Linked DNA regions of Sus scrofa: region 2 is linked to region 1. A link is a contact called in public Hi-C data. All regions are on one chromosome and are shown on one strand. The core of a region is the stretch at or near the end of the contact, and the rest is flanking DNA. Distances in the headings are between cores, read along the strand shown.

The links. A called contact is a pair of places that touch in the nucleus more often than the background predicts.
Region 2: a contact with region 1 is called in a Hi-C map of fibroblasts, with 2.5 times the contacts expected there. The contact joins two enhancer-like sites. A contact is called at or near these places in 2 of 47 Hi-C or Micro-C datasets (adipocytes and fibroblasts).

Annotation. Positions count from the first base shown.
Region 1 is chr4:12,885,329-12,892,279 of Sscrofa11.1, forward strand. No RefSeq gene overlaps it. Among named protein-coding and RNA genes, the nearest start is that of MYC, 430 kb to the left of the region's middle. Within about 2 kb of position 2,458, at least 22 of the 83 cell types and tissues checked have an H3K27ac peak or open chromatin away from gene starts, as enhancers often do.
Region 2 is chr4:13,220,729-13,227,028 of Sscrofa11.1, forward strand. No RefSeq gene overlaps it. Among named protein-coding and RNA genes, the nearest start is that of FAM84B, 220 kb to the right of the region's middle. Within about 2 kb of position 3,458, at least 16 of the 83 cell types and tissues checked have an H3K27ac peak or open chromatin away from gene starts, as enhancers often do.

The DNA.
Region 1 (6,951 bases), core at 1,208-3,707:
GGGCCAACCATAGAGCCCAGCACACAAGAAGCAAGAGCAAAATGTGCTAAGTGAATGACAGTTCATCAGTGGCCTTGGAGGCACAAGGACTCTCAGAGCAAGAAGGAGACTCAGAGCTACCTGGTCAAAACCCTTCATTTTACAAGTGAGAAAATCAAGGTATAGGGCTTGGCATGAGTTCTCCTGAGGCCCCCTCGTTAGCATCTGCCAACCTCTCCTGGAGTTTGGGGGCATCCTTCATTATCAAGTTCTCATGCCCTAGGCATCTAGAAACTATGCAATAACTAGAGATCATTAATGAAATAATCTGACAGGAAAACCAAAAGCTTCATGCACTTCAACCTTTCACTGTGAAATGAAAGCAAAGCCGAAGGAAATGCCATCTGACTAATTTCTAACCAAGGCAAATCTTCTCTCTTAGTCACCCCCAAGACAAATGTCAATGTTCTGCAAGCACCGTGAGAGCTGCCAAGGTCCATGGCAGCTTCCCAGATCTGCTGTGCCCTGCAAGGGGATCTGGGATCGAGTGCAGAGCTGAGTGGCCTGAGTGCTTCTCAGATAAGCAGAGAGAAGCTGGCACTTTAAATAGACACCCCTTCCTTCTACTAGGAACTGTTTTCTACCAGTCTGTGGCTGTGAATTTATTGTTTCTATTCTTGTTCCTGTTTCTTTCGATCTCTGGGTCTCAGTGTTCTTGCCTCTGCAATAGAGTGGTTGCTATGGAGGTCTTTCTGGCCTTGGCATTCTATAAGTGTGCTTTATGGAGTTAGGACTCAAGCTTTAATGAGTTACAATTCACAGAGCATTTTATTCAGATCTACCGTGTTCACAAAAGTAGGTGATGATTTCAATACCTATTAGCCTCCCATTGGCGTCCTCTACTGTTCTAAGCAAGCGTGAGATCCTGGTGAATCCTGAAGCTCACACCTCCTGCTTTCTGCTCCCTCAGGCCTTGCTGTCTTTGGAAGACCAAGATATTCAGAGGAGAGGGGGGTGGTCTCAAAGCTGATGGTAGGGCTTTCAGAAATGCAGGGGAGCCTGTTTGATCACAAGCAGCCTTTGCAGGACCGCCAATATCATCACCAAATGCCAGGTCACCCAGTGCACTTACTATTTATTCTACAAATATGTACTAAGCAACTCAATATGAGATGCATTGGGTTAGGTGCTGGAGAATCAGAAATAGAAAATGATCCCTGTCTTCTAGAAATACACAGATTCATAAGGAGATGGGCAGTTAAGCTATTTCAGTGTAGTAGTGAGATGTGTGAATTAAGAAAGCTGCTTTTTCTTGGAAGACTCCATCTTGGGGCGTTGGAAAGGGCTTCTCAGAAGAGCTATGAGGACTACCTGATGGAAGGTGGGAAGGAATCTTCTCGGCAGAGACAGAGGAGATGACAACATCAGGTGGAGAAGCCTTAGTTCACAAAGGTACAGCGTTCAGTTTGGTATCCCCTGGGAATGGTGACAAATATAAGATGATTTTGTGGTGACATCAGGGAAGGGAGAAGATGAAGAGGAGAGTGGAGATGATTCTGGGGGAGCAGGTTGAAACTGGATTGAGAAGGGTCTTTTATGCCAGGTTAATGGGCTTGGATTCCATTCTACACCCACAGGTGGAGATTCCGATTAATGTGGGGTGTGTGCATGCATGCGACATAGTCAGGTGTGATATTTAGGAAGACAGTGGTGTCTAGGGAAGGATGGAGAATGTAAATGAGAGAAGCATGACGGAATACAGCTTCTGGGGAACTGTGAACATTCTGGCAGCTACACTGCTGATGAGTAAAGGGGAGACAAGCTTTGGAAAAGTATGCCGGGACTGATCAGTGGAAGGCTGTATAAGGAGTTTGTATCAATAGATACAGCTAGTGGATGCTCCTCATAGCTTTTTTCCTGTGATTTACATGACAGTGATTAATGGAGAACCTACACGGAGCTTTGCCTGGCACTGCGTAGTGTGAAATGAAGTAGCTGAAGCTGAGACTTTTCTAGAAGAGGCCACTTTCCCACCTCTTGTACACGCTTATGGCTAAAGTCCTTTCGTGCCTCAAGGAGTGTGCAGTTGGTTTTCTCAGCGTCTGTGGCCTTGACAATCTTCTGGCTTCTCAGAGCCTCCTTAAGCCACTCAGAGCAGGAAAGCTGATCTTGTGTCTGGCTCCACCACCACTGGAGAGAAGTTCAAATCTATTTTCCACTAACAGGTTCCACAGAGCTGCGCTCCTGAATGTAACAAGGACACGAGGGCCGGTATGAAACCCAGAGCTCTGGAGGGAAGAGTGCATATATGCATAACTGAAGAAACAGAATTTTTCTATCTTCTTCCCACTGGCAACATATCTGAAAGCCTTGACTCAGCATTCATTGGTTTCAATGCTCACGCCTGTCCATCCCTCTCGGCGGGGGTTGATTTCATCGCTGGCTTGCTTTCACAATGTGACTGTGGGATCTTGGTGCCTAATTCCTTCTAAGTTCCATTTCAGGGTGGAAGAGCAAGAACAAGCTCTAACCAGTAGACGGCCCAGTGACTCAGGAGCTTAAGCATTTAACCAATTAGTAAAGAAAAATGTGGCAAAGATTTGCAGTTAATAAGAATGAAAGAAGAATCACTGGGGCCTAAATTATGCAAGCTTTTATTTCCTCTTGGGACCATATTAGAACTTTGGGAGAAGAAAGGCTACCTTTACCTTTGAGGAATTTTCAGAGCTTTGTTTTTTTTCTTTCTATTGGTGACTCATAGAGGGAAGGATTTCAACACCTCAGAAAAATGCCTCATCACTTCCTCTTGTGAAATCTGGGTGCTTTTGAATGAATCCATGTAAGGAATGTGGATTTCCATGTGTGATGCTGAGGGCCCTTTCTCATTTTAGAACAAACCTGGTACCCAGCGGAGATGCTGGTTAGAAGTCACAGAGCACTTGCGTTCTGGGGAAGGATTTAATCATCCTTGGAAATCAGGAAAATGCAATAATTTAAAGCACAGTCTTTTGTCAGGTGGGTTCAAATCCCAGCTCGACCTCTTTCTAGTTATAGGATTATCCCCTCTGAGCTCAGTGTTCTCATCTCTAAAATGGGACCACTTAGGTCTACTTCTCAGGAGTTTCTAAGGATGAAATAACAACATATGAAAAATATTTATTTTAGTGTCGGGTACACAGTAATCATTCAATGTCGTGGCTATTACTATTAACCAAAATAAAAGTAGAAAATGCACACATATTGTTTTGTTAATATTTATAGCAGAATCTTCTCTAAATAAAGGGAAATTTGATTTCTACCTGTATTAGGTGACAATGGTAGGTTAAAAAAGTTATCTTATGAATGTTTTCTAATTTTATAGAGGGTTGCTATTTTAATACTTTATTTTTACACCTGTGTTATTTAGTTTTTATTCTTCTAACCTTATTTCAGAAAAAATTTTAAAGTAGCTTATAAATCTATAAACAAAACAAGATAAACTAAATTATTTTTTTTTCACCTACAATCTTTTTTTCACCCATAATCTTAGCAATATTTTTTTTCTTCTTGGCCACTCCCACAGCATGTGGAAGTTCCTAGGCCAGGGATCAAACCCACATCGCAGCAGTGACCTGAGCCACTGTAGTGACAATACCAGATCCTTAACCTACTGTACCACAAGGGAACTCCCTTAGCAACATTTTTAAAAGCTGTATTATTCCCAGATTGACATATAGGAGTTACTCAGTATTTACTGAGTTTAATTTAAATGAGAGGGAGAGAGGAAAGAAAATTCAATGAATGTTTCTCTTTGAGGCCATTTTTCTTTCTTTGTCAACATATTTTTCTTAAATTTGACCATTATATGGATTTGAAACAGAAATAACCAGATTTATTTTTCTTATTTAATATTCACATCATTTAATATTAAAATAAATTTAATCCACTTTAAAATTAATGTTGACAATTTAATTGTTTTGAATTGGCACTAAATTCATGTTTCAAAATTGGAAAGATAGGAAGCATGGAGGGAAATTTTTGTGTGTGTGTGTGTATGTTTCTTTTTAGGGCTGTACCTGCAGCAACTGGAAGATCTTGGGCTAGGGGTGAAACTGGAGCTGCAGCTGCCTGCCTTCACCACAGCCATAGCAATGTGGGATCTGAGCCACATCTGCAACCTGCATCACAGCAATGCCAATCCTTAACCCAATGAACAAGGCCAAGGATTGAACCTGCATCCTCACGGACACTATGCCAGGTTCTTAACCCACTGAGCCACAACGGGAACTCCATAATTTATTATTTTAATCCACTGACCAACGCTTGGCCTTTGGTCTTAGAGATTTATGGGTTTAATCACAAGATTCTTCTCCTAAGGGGCTTGGTGGTTTGTTTAATTTCTCCAAGATCAGTTTCTAACTCCACAAGTGAATGAGATTCTTTGCAGAGAAGTTATGAGGTTTAAATGAGGAGAGTGTGCAACCCTGTGTACATAGTACGATTTCAGCGAGTACGACATTCCGTCAACTTCTGTGCACTTCGGTCTTTGGACTGTAAGCTTTTATTTTTACGTGCTTTAGTGACCTGCGTGTATCTATAAAATATGCAGACTGTGCATTTAAAAAAGGAGAGAAATACTGAGGCATGCCTTCCTCCTTCATCTCCAGTGTGGCTACAGGGAAGCTGATGCATTCATTCATTCATGATCCATGGCCTGGGGCCTTCTGTGTATTCTTCGCTGCCGTGAGTTTCTTACCCACCCCCACAAGGTCCTTATTCTTATCCACTAACCACCAATGCCACCGACTGCAGAAAATAATTTGCCAAATGGATCAGGGATTAGATTTCCCTCAATTCAAGCCCTCCTTTTTCCTACACACATAATAGACTCTACAGTGTGTTGGTTACATGTGTGTTAGCTTTGGAAGTATATATATCATCCTCAGTTGGAATCTGGACTTTGTCACTTTCTAGGTAACTAATCTCAGGTGCCTAACTCACTATTTCTAAAACTTAGTTTTCTTACCTAGAAATTACACTAGAAATACCTCCATCACTGAGATGTTTGAGGATGAAAGAAAAAACATAAGAAAAGTACCTGATATGTGGCAAGTGACCAATAAACTATGGCTTTTGTAATTATTATTCTGACACATGGAAGAGGCCTAGATACTTCTCCACTCAGCAAAATGGCAAACGGTCTTAAGATAGGCACATCAGCTAGTGCTTTGTAATGGTGCTTGATGATAAACAGCATAACCCCCATTCCACTTGATGATCTTAAATGCATCTCTAGATAAGCATTGACTATTCCCATTCGTGATAACTGCGCCAAAAACTAACCATTGGGGTGGACCTGCTCCTACATTAAAGAAGAGTAGATTAATTCTATTAGCAAATTTAGCTTCTTCATTATACGATGCTTTTCTTTTTTTTTTCTTTTTTTTAATTTCCCTTTCTCACTCTCTCCCTTTGTTCTTTCACAATTTTATGTCTCTTGTAATGAATTAACAATAGACCAGGTCTGCTATCAATGAAGACACAAGGGGGAGAACAAAATCATTCTTCATCAGATGGCATCCGCACCCCTGGATCAGCACTAGACTACATGCTCTCATTTCATCTTCACAGCAGCCCTGGAGCTATGAGTTGCCCAGACAGGGTAACCAAGTCGTCCAAAGTCACACAGCTAACAGCATATCTGTGCTTCCAGTGTAAGTCTGTGCAATTCCAAATGTGAATGGTGGAGGCGGGGGTCATGTGTAAGTGTGTGTGTCTGTGTGCACAGAAAATTCCAAACATCACAGCTTTCCTATAGACACTAGACTCGCTCATTGGCTGACTGTGATTGTGTCCCTCATCCCAAACTCCACTTTGCTCTTAGTTTAATTTCGGAAACTGAGAAAGCTTCGAGGACCACTTGCCTTTGCTGCTCTTCCCTTTGCTCTGAGGACTGGGTGATAATCTTATCCTCCCCATAGGGCTTTTAGTCTCGTCTTCTGCTGAGGAACCCTGATGTGTGCCTGTCTCATCACCAAACAAGCCCAACAGCATCACTGGTACCCAACAAATGTCAGTGTGATAAAGAAATGGATGAGTGAATGAGAGTGAAGGAGAGTAGCTCGGGTCAGGTCATCTCTACCTTGGTCTTTGTCTTGTTCTTCTGGGTTTTTGCTATTGGCTTTGAGCAGAAGCCCCAAACCCCTCTTTGGCTTTCCTATTTTAATATTCACTCTCTCCCCCACTTCTGCACCATACATACACAAAGATGTGGAGGACAAAGGCTGACCTGTGCGTGCAGGTTTCAGGACGTCCACTGGGTGGTTTTTTAGAAGTGGAACCATAGGGATTGAACTAGATCTTTCTGGGGAGATATGGACACAGGCTTTAAATGGAAAGGTTCAAAATTCAGGGGACTAGAAGAACAGGGCTCTGAAGGTAGGTGGCAATAAATACTTTGGCCAGGAACTAAAGTAATCTTCCATGTAGTCTTCTATGTTTTATTGGAGTTCCACACCGGAGCTAACAATCCAGCTAATATGTATGACTTTTCTTTGTTCTCGGAGATAAATGGGAAGCGGTAGTCATGGACATGGGCAGGATTCAGACATGTAACATGTTCCTGGCTGAGCACCATATCATTCTACGCTGGCATCTCAATCTCACCATCACCCTCAAAAGTGACTTGTCTCAACAGTATTTCTCAATTTCACTGAAGCCATGAGAGGATCCCATTCCCCAAGTCTAGGTCCTCATCTCATTTCCCATGAGATGGTGTTAGGTCTTAATCTGTGGGGTTTTTGGAGAGGAGGAGTTAAGGTATTGATCCCATCCACTAGATGATTTGGGTCTCAAAGTGATTACTAAATGTTACTCATTTTGACACTTTCTTGGAGGGAAACTTCTTGGGCTTTGCCCCATCTCCACTGCATGCCTCCCCCACCCCCCAGATATCCAGGTTTGGAAAACCATACTAAAGAAGAAGTCAATTAG
Region 2 (6,300 bases), core at 2,208-4,707, 340 kb after region 1:
TCCCCTTCCTCCGAACTTTTCTCCCAAACTCAAATCACACCCTCCTCTAATGTCTACGCAAGAGTCAAAAAGAAGCTTCTTATTTCTTGGCCAGTCTAGTTCCTTCTCCTGCATCCTCTGCAGGCGAATCGTTTCCTTTGATACATCCATTTTTGCATTTCTTGGTTTCTCCCCCTTGGCTAATCTTTTACTGTACTCAATGAGTTTGAGAGTTTGCCTCCAAAAACCAAGCATTATGATGTAATGCTTTCCTTGCTGCTGTCTCTCACTCTTTCTTGCTCCCTCCTGTTTAAACATGCCAAGCACATCTAACACTTTCTCAAACCCTCTCCCATCCCCTCCTTGACTCACAGGTATTTTAGCCCCTCAGAGGAATGGCTCTCTCCGGGGTCACTAACAGCCTAGTGACAGGTTCTAGGGTTCTCCGTCAGTCGTCACGTACGTCTCTCTCCTTTCCAAGGCCTTCGGCTCTGGTAACTCCCCTCTGCTTGGAGTATCACTCCCCCTTGTGTCACTTTATTCTAAGCGCTTTCTTTATTTTGGGGTGGCCGCACCTGCCGGCATATGGAGGCTCCCAGGCAGGGGTCTAATCCAAGCTACAGCTGCCAGCCTACACCACAGCCACAGCAATGCCAGATCCGAGCCATGTCTGAGGCCTACACCACAGCTCAGGGCAACGCCAGGTTCTTAACTCACAGAGCGAGGCCAGGGATCGAACTCACAACCTCATGGTTCCTAGTCGGATTTGTTTCCACTGTGCCGTGACAGGAACTCCTCTGAGCGCTTTCTGAAGCATTCCTGGTGGTTTCTTGCCTGGATCCAGGTCCCTGACCACGTGTGAAAGCATCCCCCAAGGTCTGTGCTCCCTTCTCCTTCTGTGTGTGCGCCTTCTCCTCAGTCGTCACTGCATGAATGAACCACGTGTATTTCCCTCTCTGCACCCCAACCTTTCCTCCGAGTTCCAGACCTCAGATTTCCAGTGGCTGCTGGACATCTCCATGCAGATGGCCTCCTCAAACACATGTCTCACAAGGGAGGCCCGGCTTCCACGGTGCTCTGCTCACAGACCCTGTAAGTGGTCCATTTCCAGAATCTGGCCCCCAGTGGTCACAACCCATAGTGACCAAGGTAACCAAATAGATTCTCCTTAGAGTCACAGACTGATAATAATAATACTTATTAAGCAGCTCCCATTATATGGGTTTGTCCCTCAATTATTTATACTCCAGTTAAACTGTATTAGTCCCTTTTTTCCTGCCCCACACAATTTTATTTCTCTCTCTCTCTCATGTGTGTGTGTGTTTTAATGCAGAGAATTTCTTTTCTTCATTTTCTTCTCTCCTGACAGTTTTTTTTTTTTCCTTTAGAAAACCAGCCCTGATAATGAATAAAATCCCAGGAAAAAGAAATTAATCAAAATCTATCGTACACGCACTTCTCAGCCTCATCCCCACCCACATTCTTCAGCACCGTCGGTTTCAGAACCACCAAACTCTTAACACTCCTGGAACGGCCATGCCCTCTCCCCGCTCTGAACTTTTGCTCTTGGGCTAATCCCAGGAGCTAGAACACTTTGTCTCTCTTCTTTCCCTGGCTAACTCCAGGAAGACAACTGAACAGAACAGTTAGAGCCTGGATTGGAATCCTGGATCTATCCACCCTTTACCTCTAGCATGACCTTGGCAGACTATTTAACCTCTCAAAGTCACATGTTCATCACCTATTCAATGTGGTTAACAACAGTAGCTACATCCCAAAGGTGTTGCCATGATTAAATGAGATAATACACAGAAAGCAAATGGGACGCTGCCTGACACAGGCAAAGCTTCAATAATTGTTAGCTGGTATTACTGTCGTCGCAGTGCTGCGGTAGAGATAAAGCAGGGCCTGAACACACAGAAGAACAGTTAATATAACCTTGGGAGGTCTGAGAAGATTGAAGGAATTGCCTCTTCTTCTGTGTGCTCATAGCCCCTGGCTTATCTCTGCCACAGGACTATAAAATATATTTTAATTGTAGCATCCATGAGGATGCAGGTTTGATCACTGGCCTCACTCAGTGGGTTAAGGATCCAGTGTTGCCATGAGCTGTGGTGTAGGTCGCAGACACAGCTTGGATCCCACATTGCTGTGGCTGTGGCATAAGCTGGTAGCTGCAGCTCTGATCTGATCCCTAGGCTAGGAACCTCCATATGCCCTGGGTGCGGTGCTAAAAAGACTATATATATATATATATATATATATATATATATAAATTGAATATTTACGTATCTCTCCACCATGGAAAGGCTGGGAGGGTAGGTGCCATGTCTCATTTATATTTGTATTCATAACACATAACATAGTGACTGGCTTTGTAAAAACTCAATAATGCTGAGTGAATGAGGGAACGTGCTAAATTTAACTGCAGGGCCAGCTTCTGCTCAGAGGCTTGTGGCTCTCCTCCACCCCAGACAAAGTAAGTCATCCCCTTTTATTTCCCACTGCGGCCAAGCCTCCTACATTTCAGTCATATTTACTTGGGCAATATCCCACTCCCCCACTAGACTGTAAGTGCCCTGAGAGAAGCCACTCCATCTGTAGGACCTATCCCAGTGTTTATTTGCTAAAAGGATGCCTGAACAGGCTGAGAGTGCTCTCTGACTCCTAGGAACTCTGTGACTGAACTGCCCAAGGCACTGACATGGGCCTTGAGTGGGTGACCAGGCCTTGCTCACACTTCCTGCTTCCCTCCAGAACCCCCTGCTTGCCCAGCTCAAAGACTCGACTCTCTGTGTGGCAAAGCTCTGGAATCTGGCTGCTAAACTCCGAAGACAGGAAGACAGAGAGGCCAGGGAGTCATTTGAAATGACTGTCCTGAGCTCCCGTTTCATCATGTGTATGCACTTAGTGACACATCAGGAAATTTTTTTCCAGCAGCGAGTTTTTTTTCCTCCGTCCACTTGTGGACATGTTGAAAGATCACACATAGGTTTTCAATGAAGTCACTGACAATCAGGGGAAGCCAGCAGCCACAGCTGGTGGGTCCGAGTCTCACCCCCCCCCCCAGGGGGGACAATTTAATCTCTTGGCCTCACATTGGGAAAGCAGTCTGAGGAAGGTAAAGACTCTGTTAACCTTTTTTTTGAAGAAAGAAAGATCAAGAGTAACAAGAAGAAACTGTATGACTTGAGGCAGCTGCTGCTGTTACTAAAAAGTAAGAAAGGAGGTGGGAGGGGCCTTAGCCCGTGGATGACAGGAGGCTTGTTATCAGCGGCCAGGGTGGCCGGGACTGGTGCTCCTGGGAGAATATCACTTCCTTTGTGGAGTAAGATAGGAGAAGATTTCTAGCCCCCACGGAGCAGCGTAGGGAGTCTGGGGTTTGGGGACACTTTCTGATTCAGGATGCCTGGATTCAAACAATGTCAGTATCGCTTGTGAGGCTCGTAAGCGATGAGTAACAGGAGAGGGATGATTCATAGGCCAGGGAACCCTGGAAGCAGTCAGTAAAGTCTTGAAAGATGCAGGCAGCGGTGTAGCACAGCTGTTGGTCTTGCCACTTGTGGATTCGGGGTGGGTGGGGGGAGCCATTCCAATGAGCCAGCAGTTCTCATCCTGACTGCTTGCACCACAGCCATGATTTCACCCCATAGAGCCTCTTCCGAAAAGCAAATCAAAAAGAGGTTCAGAGACTGTGGAGGGCCCCGATGCTCACATTTCCTGCTGAATCCAGAGGTCTACATGCTTGACTAGGATTCCCTGATCATATTTTTGTCCATCAGCCAATTAAAAGAGTGCATCATTCAAAAGGAAAGCTTAATTGCCTCTGAAACTAGGACATTTCGTACTCAAAAGGAATAGCTGACCGGGAGCAATGACCACCTCTATGGTTACATGTAATGAGACCGAAATGCTATCAGAACGTACTGATCAGCTCTCAGAGCTTTTCAACACCACATTCACAAAGATAAATAAGGTGCAGTCACCGACCTTGAGGAACTCATCAGGAACAAGGTGGAGAGAGCCACATAAACAGGGGATTACGACACAGTGGCGTATGTGCTACAGTGAAGTTTATGCCTACTGTGAACACTGAGACTGAGGAGAGGAGGGATGAGGAATAAAGAAGCCAGAAAGGACGGAGGGCAACAATAAGAAAGAAGAGATCAGGGAGCTCCTGTTGTGGCAAAGAGGAAACGAAGCCAACTAGGAAGCATGAGGTTGCAGGTTCGATCCCTGGCCTTGCTCAGTGGGTTAAGGATCCAGCATTGTCGTGAGCTGTGGTGTAGGTCACAGACGTGGCTCAGATCCTGCGTAGCTGTGGCTCTGGTGTAGGCCGGCAGCTACAGCTCCGATTAGACGCCTAGCCTGGGAACCTCCAAATGCCACGGGGGCAGCCCAAGAAATCACAAAAAGATAACAAAAAAAAAGAAAAAGAAAGAAAACAGAGTAATACCAAAAGACAATGGATTGTATACTAACATTACTATATAATCCATTATCTTTCAATTGTACTCATACACATGAATAATAGAGCATATACATATGTGTGATATACATGTATATATAATAAAGTAATATATATGGTTGGGGCATCACATGATGATAAAACAATCTACAGGAAAATAGTAATCCTAAATATATATGCACTAAAGAACAAACCCTCAAAACATATAAAACAAAAACTCATAAAGCTGAAAGAAGAACTGTAGTTGAGGACTCTTAACACTTTACTCATAGAAAGTAACAGAACTACCAGACAGAAAATCAGCAAAGTTATAGAATGGAGCAATACAACCAAACAGTAAAATCTAATTGACATATACAGAACAATCTACCCAACAATAGTAGAATACACATTTTTTTTTCAAGAAATCATAGGACATTTACTAAGATAGACATATTCTGGGCCATAAAACAAGCCTCAACAAATTTTAAAGAACTGAAATTATAAAAGTATATTATTTAACCATAATGGAGGTGAACTAAATTCAATAACAGAACAAACAGCAGGAAAATCTCAAGATACCTTGAAATTAAAACACGTATTTCTAAATAGCCCATGGTTTACAGAGGAAGCCTCAAAGGATTAAAAAAAAAAAAAAAAGCACACAGGACTAAATGAAAATACAACATATCAAAATACGTGGGGTGCATCTTAAGCCATGATGAGAAAGTAATTTATAGCACCTAAGACATCAGAAAAGATAATAGGTCTCAAATAAATAATTACATCAAAAAAACCCTAGAAAAATAAGTGCAATATAAACACAAATCAAGAAGAAAAAATAAAATATCAGAGATAAGAGCAGAAATAAATATAACCAAAAATGGGAAGACAATAAAGAAAAATCAGTGAAACAAAAAGCGGGCTTCTTCAATAAAGTTAATAAACCTCTAGCAGGACTGACAAAGACTAAGATGAAAATACATAAATCACCAAGATCAGGCATAGAACAGAGGATATTACTATAGATCCTATGGCCATTAAAAGAATCATATGAGAGCAATACAAATAACTTTATGCTCATAAACTTGACAACATTAAAGAAATGGACCAATTCCTCAAAATTCACAAGGTACCATCATTCAAACAAGATTTAATAGATTCCTGAAGAGGCCTATAACCATTAAAAAAGTTTAATCTGTAATATAAAGCTCCCCAAAAAGAAATCTTCAGCCCCAGATGGTTTCGGTGAAGAAATTTACCAAACATTTATAGAAGAATTAACACCACATTTACACAATCCCTTCCAATAAACAGAAGAGAAAGTAACCCTTCCCAACTTATTTTATGTATCATTACCATGACACTAAACCACAAAAGGGATTGTGTAAGAAAAAGATAACTACATACCAGCATCTCTCATACATTTAGTTGCAAAATTTTTCAATAAGTACTAGTAAATTGAATCCAGCAATATCTAAAAAGAATTACATGTCGTGATCAACTGGGATGTATTCCAGGCATGTAAGACCTAGTTCAATATTCAAAAACCAATTAACATAATCCACCATATCAACAGACTAAAGGAGAAAAGGTATATGATCCTATAAATTGATGAGAAAAAGCATTTGACAAAATTCAGGACTCACTGATGATAAAAAAAATTCTCAACAAATTAGGAATAGAAGGGAATTACCTTAATTTGATAAAGAAAATAAACCAAAAAACTCTGCGGCTAACATTGTACTTCAAGGCGAAAGACTGAATATTTTACCTCTAAGATCAGAAACAAGGCAAAGATATCTATTCTCACCATTCTTATTCAACACAGCAGTGGAAATTCAAGCCAACCCTTATTCCGTCTATCTAAAACA